Regions from separate parts of the Gossypium hirsutum genome. Here all the other regions are linked to region 2. The links are chromatin contacts, called in public Hi-C maps. All regions are on one chromosome and are shown on one strand. Each heading gives the region's core, a stretch centred on a gene start, on an enhancer-like site or on the middle of the called end of the contact. The rest is flanking DNA. Distances are from core to core; before and after follow the strand shown. Region 1 holds the start of LOC107895069 (transcription factor bHLH81). Region 2 holds the start of LOC107895077. Region 3 holds the start of LOC107895068 (protein NRT1/ PTR FAMILY 5.10).

What was found. Hi-C and Micro-C count contacts between places; a contact is called where the count stands out from the background.
Region 1: a Hi-C map of leaf shows a contact between it and region 2, with 2.2 times the contacts expected there. The contact joins the promoter of LOC107895069 here to the promoter of LOC107895077 in region 2. A contact is called at or near these places in 5 of 34 Hi-C or Micro-C datasets (hypocotyl and leaf).
Region 3: a Hi-C map of leaf shows a contact between it and region 2, with 2.8 times the contacts expected there. The contact joins the promoter of LOC107895068 here to the promoter of LOC107895077 in region 2. A contact is called at or near these places in 7 of 34 Hi-C or Micro-C datasets (hypocotyl, leaf and petal).

What each region holds. Positions count from the first base shown.
Region 1 is chrA13:86,040,188-86,043,238 of Gossypium_hirsutum_v2.1, forward strand. It overlaps LOC107895069 (transcription factor bHLH81), which reads right to left and starts at 1,292. Exons shown (of 5, transcript XM_016820279.2): 1 at 535-1,292; 2 at 47-190. The coding sequence starts at 987.
Region 2 is chrA13:85,558,160-85,561,317 of Gossypium_hirsutum_v2.1, forward strand. LOC107895077 reads left to right here and starts at 1,628. Exons shown (of 3, transcript XM_016820289.2): 1 at 1,628-2,003; 2 at 2,925-3,067. The coding sequence starts at 1,871.
Region 3 is chrA13:85,930,189-85,933,412 of Gossypium_hirsutum_v2.1, forward strand. It overlaps LOC107895068 (protein NRT1/ PTR FAMILY 5.10), which reads left to right and starts at 1,885. Exons shown (of 3, transcript XM_016820278.2): 1 at 1,885-2,680; 2 at 3,173-3,224. The coding sequence starts at 2,336.

The DNA.
Region 1 (3,051 bases), core at 42-2,541, 480 kb after region 2:
TAAACACCATTTTACATCTTAATTATCAGCAAATGAATACACTTACCCTTTCTGCAATACTTCGAGGATGAGTAGCACACCCTCGCTTCGCACGGACCCTGCAAGGTACTGAATCCTCCAAAAGTTTCTCCATATCTACATCTATAAGATTAGATATCCCACCAGAAATCTGATCACTTGGCTCTCCTTTCTACCCAAAAATAGAAGGAAAACAAAAGGTATTGTAAAAATAATAATAAAATTGGGGATTCAACCATATATATTTTTGCTCAAAAGAGTAAAGTTATCCTTTCCTTTTTGGCTAGAAATGTATGGCCAATAGTTGGTCAGCTTTGAAAAGAAATAGTGAAGCCTAAACCATTAAAAGAAGACTAAAAAGAATATAATAAGACGACGATCAATATCTATCCTTTCACAGGCAATTCAAAGACGGCAAAAACATAAAACCGAAGTATTCAAAATCCATATAATAGAAAAATTAACAAGCCGTGGAAGTTGAAATATAATATTAGTATGGCTATCTCTTAGTCTTACCAACTGAGAATGGAACTTTGTTGGTGGGAATTGCGTATCAAGCTCGCTAGCCCTCTTACTCGAGGGAGAAACATCCATAGTTGGCGATAAATAGTCATAATTTGCAGCAACCCCAAAGTTAGAGAAGTAGGCATCAGAGGCAGCAGCAGGATTATTCCCAAGAAAATCAGCTGGAGAACTGTTTTGCCTCTGGAAACCAGAAGGCTCAAACAACCCAGATGGATCGGCTGAGTTGGGAAAAAGCAATGAATTTCGAATGGTGGGTGTTGAGGATGAATTTCCAGTTAGTAGCTGAGTCAAGCACTGGCTAGGCTTCAAAGGGTCCTCTTCTTCTTCCTCGAGAAGGGCTTCTAACCAGGTGGCTGGCGCTGAGCGGAAACGGGCGAGTCCAGCTCGACTACCTTCAGCGCCACCGCCACTAGAGCTGCTACTGCCGCCAGGCGTCGGTTTCATCTGCTTCTTTGTTCAGCTTGAGGAGTTAGCTTTGTGAAGCTATGAAAAACTCTTCTTTTTTTTTTTTTCTTTTTGGTTTCCTGTTCAGCAGCTTTCCCTTTTTCGGTGTGGGATATGCCCTAACATAGCTTATTTTTGCAAGTTCCCTTTGTTTTTCATTTAAATGATTTTGAGCCGTTCGATTAGAACCAAAATGTTTCGGAAAAGAGAGATCCAACGGTGGCTAAGTTGGTTCTATCAGAAAAGGAAACATGTAAGGCCAGAAACTGCAACCTCATCATTTTCTTTCAGATCAGACCTCCTCTTCACCGTAACCTCTGGAAAGTAAAGTCAGTTTCAGATGCAGGTATTTCACGTGACAGTCACGGACCAATATAGTTCAGAAAAGCATGCACCTGGAATATACGGCTTAATAATGCGTGGGTAGGTTTATGGGAAATATTATATCTTTTTTGGTTAGAAAATATGTTGCTAGATGTGGCAAAAATAAGGAGGCGGAGGCAATTTCACCCAATGTCCACTGTAGATTTGGTAATTTTTTAAATTCAACATGCAAATCAGAAAACAACAAACTTTTAATGTGTCAATTTTAGGGGGCACAACCTCTACATTGCCCTTTTGTATCCTCCTTTTATATATAACTAGATTTTAATTATATGAAATAAGAATTTTTTAATTATGTTTTATATTTTAGGTACATAATTTAAAATTAAACTCACCTCCAAATTATACTAAGATATCTATTTTTTTTCTCATTTTACCTAAAAACACATTACCAAACAATAAGAACATGCCATATAGTATGTTCGTATTGAACATAGTAGGTTTTAGAATAAAATGAGATAAAATTTATAATTTAAAATCATATTTAACCAAATAAAACTTTAAGTACCTAAGTGAGAAAAGTGATATAATTTGGGGGTCAATTTAATTTTGTAGTTAAACCTTATGCAAACTATGAAATAAATTGAGATTAGGGGGGGTTGTCATTGTCGAGGGAGTGTAGAGGATCACCATGGGGGTGGATTCGTGGGTTTAATAAGAGGTTGGGATAGTGTTCTGTCTTTAATGCTAAGTTATTGAAGTATTCTAGACGGCTTGACATTACTACAAAATAAGCGATGTGACAGTGTTGATTCGAACAGATAGTATGGAGTTCCTTTAGGCCATTCAAAAATTATTCTCAATTACATCTTATTCCGCACTTATCAGACGTATTTAATAGCTTTTGGTGGAAATGGATCAATGAAATTTTGAACATATTCCTAGAGAAGAGAACATAGAAGCTGACCGCATTGCCAAGATGGCTTTTGGCAAAAATAAGGGTAGGCAACTGTTCGCAGAGATTTTGTTAGATTTTGTTATATTAATGTGATTATTTTGTCTGGTTTTTATAAAAAAATTACATAATGTTTAATGAGTAGACTAATCTATTTAAATAAAAAATTTAACATTAAAATTAAAATAATAAAATACTTTCTCTAAATTTCAATTACTAAGATAAATTATTTAAATAATGTAAAAAATAATTAAAAATCAAAAGCATGAACGCATATTTTTCCTTTAAATTGAATCATGATAATAAACTAAGCGAAACATTAATAACTAATTTATGATTTAAAGACAACATAAGATAAATAATTACAAAACAAAACAAACACAATATAAATAAAATGATTATGTCAAAAAACTGTAAATTATTAATGCATAAAATATATATTTACAACAATAAAATTATAGTATTCTAAACATATTTAAAAATAGGTTATTATATGTCATGGGTCCTTGTCATCTTCTCAAATTTAAAATTTAGTCTTTATACTTTTATTTTTAAGAATTTAGTCTCTTTACTTTTAAGATTTCAAAATTCAAGTCCAATGATTACCAATTTTAAGATTATTTTGTTAAATTTAGGTTCATTATAATGTCATTTTTTAAGTTACATTGCTACCAAATGAGTATTTTTTTATATTTTAAAATTTCACACCAATCAATTTAACAAAAAAAATAATATTATACTTGAATTTTAAATTTAAAAAGTAAAAAAAATCTAAATTTTTTAAA
Region 2 (3,158 bases), core at 378-2,877:
ACAAAAACCATTTGAGGACAATATACAAAGTATTAATGTAATTCATGAATAATTTTATTAACTAATTTGTTCAGAAATTTACAAGTGTACTTTGACGAAAATACTACACTTAGGACACCAGATCCAACATGGACATCTGGTCGAGCCATGTCAGTTGTCCCATTAGGTTTGTACCAAAAAATGGGCTTGGGTAATTAATTTATCATTTTTCAAAAATATTAATGATTAATCTACCACTTTTCGTAAATATTAGTGACTAATTTCACACCATTGAAAGTTAAGTAAATGCTGGTATCCTTTTCCCTTGCTTTTTTCCTCCTTCAACATGAAACCATCTCCTCATCTCTCTTCGTGGTTTCAGCCATGCTAAAAAATGATAGTAAAGATAAAATAATACAACCACTGTCTTTGCTTTCTATCTAGCCAACAATAGGGCTAATTGCCAAACCAGCCGTCGTCATTCCTTCCTCTACCCTCTTGCTTTTTTTTCCCTTCAACTGAAAAGAATCTCCTCCTCTCTTTTCATGGTTCCTACGATGGGCACATCTGTTTGCTTTTGTTGGATCTTGCTCGACAGAATGAGAGGATCCTTGGCCAAAAACCTTTGTGAGAGAAGTTAGCTGAGGCCTTTTTGGCTTCTTTCCTTACCAACGATGATTTTGTTTGGTTCCATTTCTCTACCATTTTAGCGTTTGCAACTCCTTAGTCGATGTTACTTATATTTTTCTTTCTTTTTTATTTTCCAGGTTAGTGTTCCTTGCTTGCTAGCTATTAGGATCGTCCCGAATAAGCAACGAACAAGTAAAAATAGTAGAAGAAATTGAGAAGATGAACACACAAATTTAACGTGGAAAAACCCCTCAAAAGAGGATAAAAAACCACGGGCAAAGATAATTTTACTATAATGGCAAAAGAATGAAGAGTACAAAAGATGGAGATAAAAACTAAACCCCAAAAACCCGATAAAACAAAGAACCCTCAAACGTAAACACAAAATTCTCTGAATGTGTTATGAGTTCTAATCTAATGGGTGTCTATTAATTCTAAGATTGTAAAGGAGCCTATTTATAGGCTAAATTAGTAAGTCAAATAAACTATACTAATAAATGCTAAATATATTATACTAATAAATACTAAATCTTCTAGAAAGAAAATATATTTTTGTTTAACTTGACTTGCAAGCAATCTCTTAGAATTTGGGTCACACAATTCTAACACTAGCCTTTGTTATTTTTTGGGGGGCATGGATGGGGTCGCCACCGTTTAAGTTCCCAGTTGGTCGAAGCTTGATAGTCCTTGGCTTTCGTCACACAAACTCTATTTTTGTTAGTGGTTGGGGCCATTTTTATGGCTAATGGGTCTCTTCCGTCGCTGCTCATGATTGGCTTTAACGGTGGTCGATAACTTCCTTTTTTCAGTTTGGCCGAGGCGTGGTCTTTGCCGAAGGCATTCATGCTGACAACCGGTGCAGCCCCCTTGCATCTCTACTTCCCCAACATCCTTTGGCACTTCCTTTCCCTCCTATTCTGATGATAGCAAGGGTCAAATAGTTGAATATCGTGGGGAGCTGGGCTTGTTTGGACCTTGTTTCTATTATTACATCTTTTGAGCTGTTTTGAGACGTTTCTACTATTGGGCTTTTTTGGGCCCTTGTTGTTCTTGATCCCATTTTTTCGATGGATGCCGTAAGTTGAAAAGAAAAAAGAAAAAGGAGGAAGGAAAAACAAGCTGTACTTATCTGAGAGGCATTGCGGCAGATTACCCAGAAAACAAAAGGAGAATCAAACGAAGACGAAGTAAAAAGAAGGAAATCTGAGCAAAAATTCCAAGAAATAACGAAAGTAATAGTTGTACTGCATAAGGCTCTGAAATGGGGGATAACAAGGAATTGACGCCGTCAAAGTATGACATGAACGCAAAATGGGACGCCTGCATCGATCTCACTCTCCGCCGCTTCGTTTATTCATCCTTGGCTGGCGCTTTTGGTGGCCTCCTTTTCTTCAGTTTGTTCTCTTTCCCTAATTTCTTTATTTCTTTCTCCTTTTTAAGATATGTTGTTTTCGATTTGCCCCATTGCAGATTAGCCTAAATGGTTCTACAAATTTTGTATTCTCATATCCACTTTTTATCTTTCATCTAGTTGTTTCTATGTTGTTCTGCACTCGGTAGCGTTCGCTCTTCCAGTTATATATGCGCCTGCTCTACATTCATAGCTGTAGATGTTAATGTAAATATGATGTATATACATGTCCAAAATATGTAGGGATTTAAATTGCTGTCGTGGATACTTTTTTGGATGTGTTGTGTTTATTGGTTGCGAGTGCGAGGTATGTTACTACAATCAGTTGCAGCAAATATCTACAGTGAATACTGGTGGCAAAGAGAGCCACAAATGCAAATTGCAGCCATAATATCGTGCTATGGCTGCTATTTACATTTTTGTTGTGCACTTTACCATCCATTTAAGTGGCAACGTTTGAGACCAAGTGGCTTCCTTAAGGAGAACCTTGCATCCCTGCATGTTGGTTTTGATTCACCTTATATTCCAACACCAGAAGTAGCTCCTTTTTGCCTTTGTTGTAAATTGCCTAGAAATGACGAGGAACTTGATTAAGGCTCTGCTTTGTGGGGAGAGTGGAAAGGAACTGTTTATGATTTATGACTCATAGCCACCTTCAATCATCAATGCTACCTGGAAAAGCCTAAACGGTTGAAGTGATTATGCATTTTAACTTTTTACTAGATGTTAATCTAAGCCGTGGACAAAGTAAACTGAGTTCTTCCATTTTGAATTGCTTCAGTTTTCTTCTAGTACTTGTATTTCCAGGCATTGTCGCTATCATGCCTTTCCGTTTTTATGCTTTCTGCTTTGCATGTCTTCCTTAATCCTTCCTTGAGTTAATAACTTTGATTTGTCCTGTCAGGGAGTCCAGTGACTCGATGGGCATCTGTAGCTTTTGGTGCTGGGATTGCGATTGGATCCGCATACACTGATTGTTCTTGTCTTTTTGGTGGATATTCTCCAAAGTTGGCTCCTCCGAAGCTTGATGATGCTCCTGCACCCAAGGTTGAACTAATGTTTTATTGAACTATGGGTTTAATCTTCTGGACTCTTCCTTTTTCTAGGTTGCACATTCATGTTCTAATTGTTTAGTGTA
Region 3 (3,224 bases), core at 635-3,134, 370 kb after region 2:
CTAGTATCTAATGGTCATTGTTACAACCTTTCATATTAATCACTATATAGTAAAAGTTTATATTAAAATCCTTGAAGGATTTAGAATGATAAAAACACATAGAAATTTTCGAGAATTGTTCAATATGTTTGCATAATCATTTATATGGATTGAAATGATTTGACTTTATGCGGTAAATTTGACTTAGTGAATAATAGTTCAAGGAAAATTATAAAATGATCAAAATACATATTTATATTTTTATAGAATGATCATGATCAAAGTTTGTTATGATTATTGTTAAATTTATTTAAATGGTTATTTGAAAAGTTAATATTCAATATTGGAATATATAAAATATTAGATATCATGCGATGTTGTCATGAGGGGGAGTAAAGATGCGTTGTACTTTTTTCTTCTTAATCGGGGTTTTAACCCATTAGGTTTTCTTGGTAAGGTTTTTCATGAGGCAACATATTATGTGTATTCCAGATATGTGTACTATTTTTACTTCACTAAAAAAAAAAATTTCCCATTGAGTTTCTATCTTAGTATGGCTTTAACAAAGCACATTATCTACCAATAGAGATCTAAGAGGGAGTGTTATGAATATATTATTATTAAGTAAATGTTCATCAAGATCAAGATAAGTTTGATATACATTAGGACTTTAATGTTAATTAGAAGTAGAGTTTTATTTTATTTATACTTCTTATGTCTATAAATGTAGACTTTGGAGAAGCATTATATTCATTCCCATTGATTAATAAAAGAATTACTTTTGTTTTGCTCTCCTATTTCCTTTGTTGTTTACTCTCTTCATTATTTATTTCATAACATTTATAGTTTTTTTTAAATTACAATAAATACCAAATTGATAAGAATGTGAAATCATTGGGACTATTTTTGTTGAAGTTTTTAAAATTAGAACCAAATTGAGAAAATATATAAATGCTAAGAGCTAAATTAGTTTTTATGTCTACAAAAAGGTCACGTTAGCTAGAGGGGTGGCAAAAAAAATCAATAATGGTAACATTGGTGACGAAATTGAAAATATTTGGAGTTGAATAACCAAAATAGGAATATGCTAATACTTAAGCAATTAACAGTGCAATTTACCCAAAGCTAAACAATTTTTTTGAAGGAAAAATTATTTCATTCATTCGATGAAGGAGACCACACAATTCGGGGTAAATAAAGAACCAACAAACATCCTTCATCGATAGTGAAGGGCAAGCTCTATGAACACAACGAAGGCTTTAACTTCAACAAGAAAAGAACATTATAGCATGTTGTTGACTTTATCACAATTCAAGCACAAACATATATAAGGTGATTGCAAGAACTTATCACTATAAGGACCAACTCGGAAGGGTTCAAAGCAACAGGTAGAATCAACAAAAGAATGGAGTATCCACCAATTTGGAGTGGACGGTGACAAATCTATCCCTAAAAATACTAATAAAAGCAAGACTACTTGCATAAGAAAGATTAAAAGTTATAGCAAAAACTTCACAATTTTCATAAGAAAGAGAGAAGACCTTTTAGACAATGAATAATAATAATAATAATAAGTAAATGAAACTAAAGACAATGTGTCTAAAATGACTCTAAAATCATTTACTATTCAAAAATACTCTCAAAATAAAAATAGATAAAGTAGACGAAGAACCACAATTTACTATTAATTTTAATTTCATCACTACAACAGGAATATCATCATCATTATTTCTAATCTCATCAAAGTTAATATTTCAAGTTGGTTAACTTCCTAGTTTTCCCTGTGTCCCCATGATAGTGATATTTAACCAAGAGCATTGAATTATAGGAGGCAGGGACGGAATGAATTTTCCCAAAGTAGAAAGGAGATGATATCTTTTGAAGGTAAACATGGAAAGTGGATGTTTTTATTTTTATTTGTACCAGCCAATTTATTCATGTTTCAGAGCCCATATCATACCTATCTTCTCTGAATTCTTTTTTATATTTTTTAGTGTTATTCTCTCAGTAATTTACATATATTATATTACTGAAATAAAAAAGAGTAGCTATTTTTCAATCATTAAATATATACTAAATTTTTATTTGTATGAGTGCCTAAAATATATGTAAAAGTTGTTAAAAATTTACTTTCTTTTGGCCATTGGTAATAAAATACTTGAAAATAATGAAAAAGATAAACGTAACAGTATGTCCATCTAGAATAAAAGAATGACCATGCTATTCACAGGTTTAATATATTATTATTTTTTTTAAAAAAATAACCGTGGAACCGCTGAAATTTTAAATATTTTTTTAATATTTTAATGCTGCCCATAAATTCCTCCCCTCCAAACTCTTACTAAAGCTTGCTGTAATGTCCGATCTTGCAGCTGCTGAAACTCCACTTTTAGATGACTCAGTTAAAGGCTGCCTTGATTTCAAAGGCAGACCTGTGCACCGTTCAAACTCCGGTGGATGGACTTCGGCTTCTTTCATAATTGCGGTTGAAGTTGCTGAGAGGTTTGCTTATTATGGAATCTCTTCAAACCTCATAACATACTTGACGGGGCCTCTGGGTCTGTCCACTGCCGCCGCCGCTGCACAAGTTAACTCCTGGTCAGGGGTGGCCACGCTTCTGCCACTCCTGGGTGCTTTCCTTGCTGATTCTTTTCTTGGCCGATACCGTACCATCATTCTTGCTTCCCTTGTTTGCATTTTGGTAATTCTATTTACATTTTAGCCAACAACATATGAATGCTTCATCATAATTTCTTCCAATGATCCACTGAGCTATTCAGCTAAGAATTTTGTGTAGGCAGAGATAAAGTTATAAAATGTGTCAGGAATGCTTAAATTAATCTTTTAATTTTAGGAGGACTAAAAGTGCAGTTAATCCATTTAAACAAAGGAAGTCAACGCCCAGCTTCGTCCCTGGCTCAAGCTCTCTTGAACTCATTCGTCATTCTCAAATTAGAGAAGTTGCTTCCATTGCTCAAACAATGACTTTGAAACTCAATTCAAGATTTGAGAAAAACAGCTCTAACATCGACTTGTAGTGGAGCAATTTGTCGCTTGACTTAGCTTTCCTATTGAAGATTTGATGATTAATTGAACAGAATAAGCTGAATTATTTTAATGGTTTTTGCTAGAGCATTTGGTAGTTGCTTTCCATAAATGACTTGAACTGGAATTGTTTTTTTTTTACATACAGGGGCTAGGCTTGTTGACTCTGTCAGCCACTCTTCCATCTGTCACCACTTCTG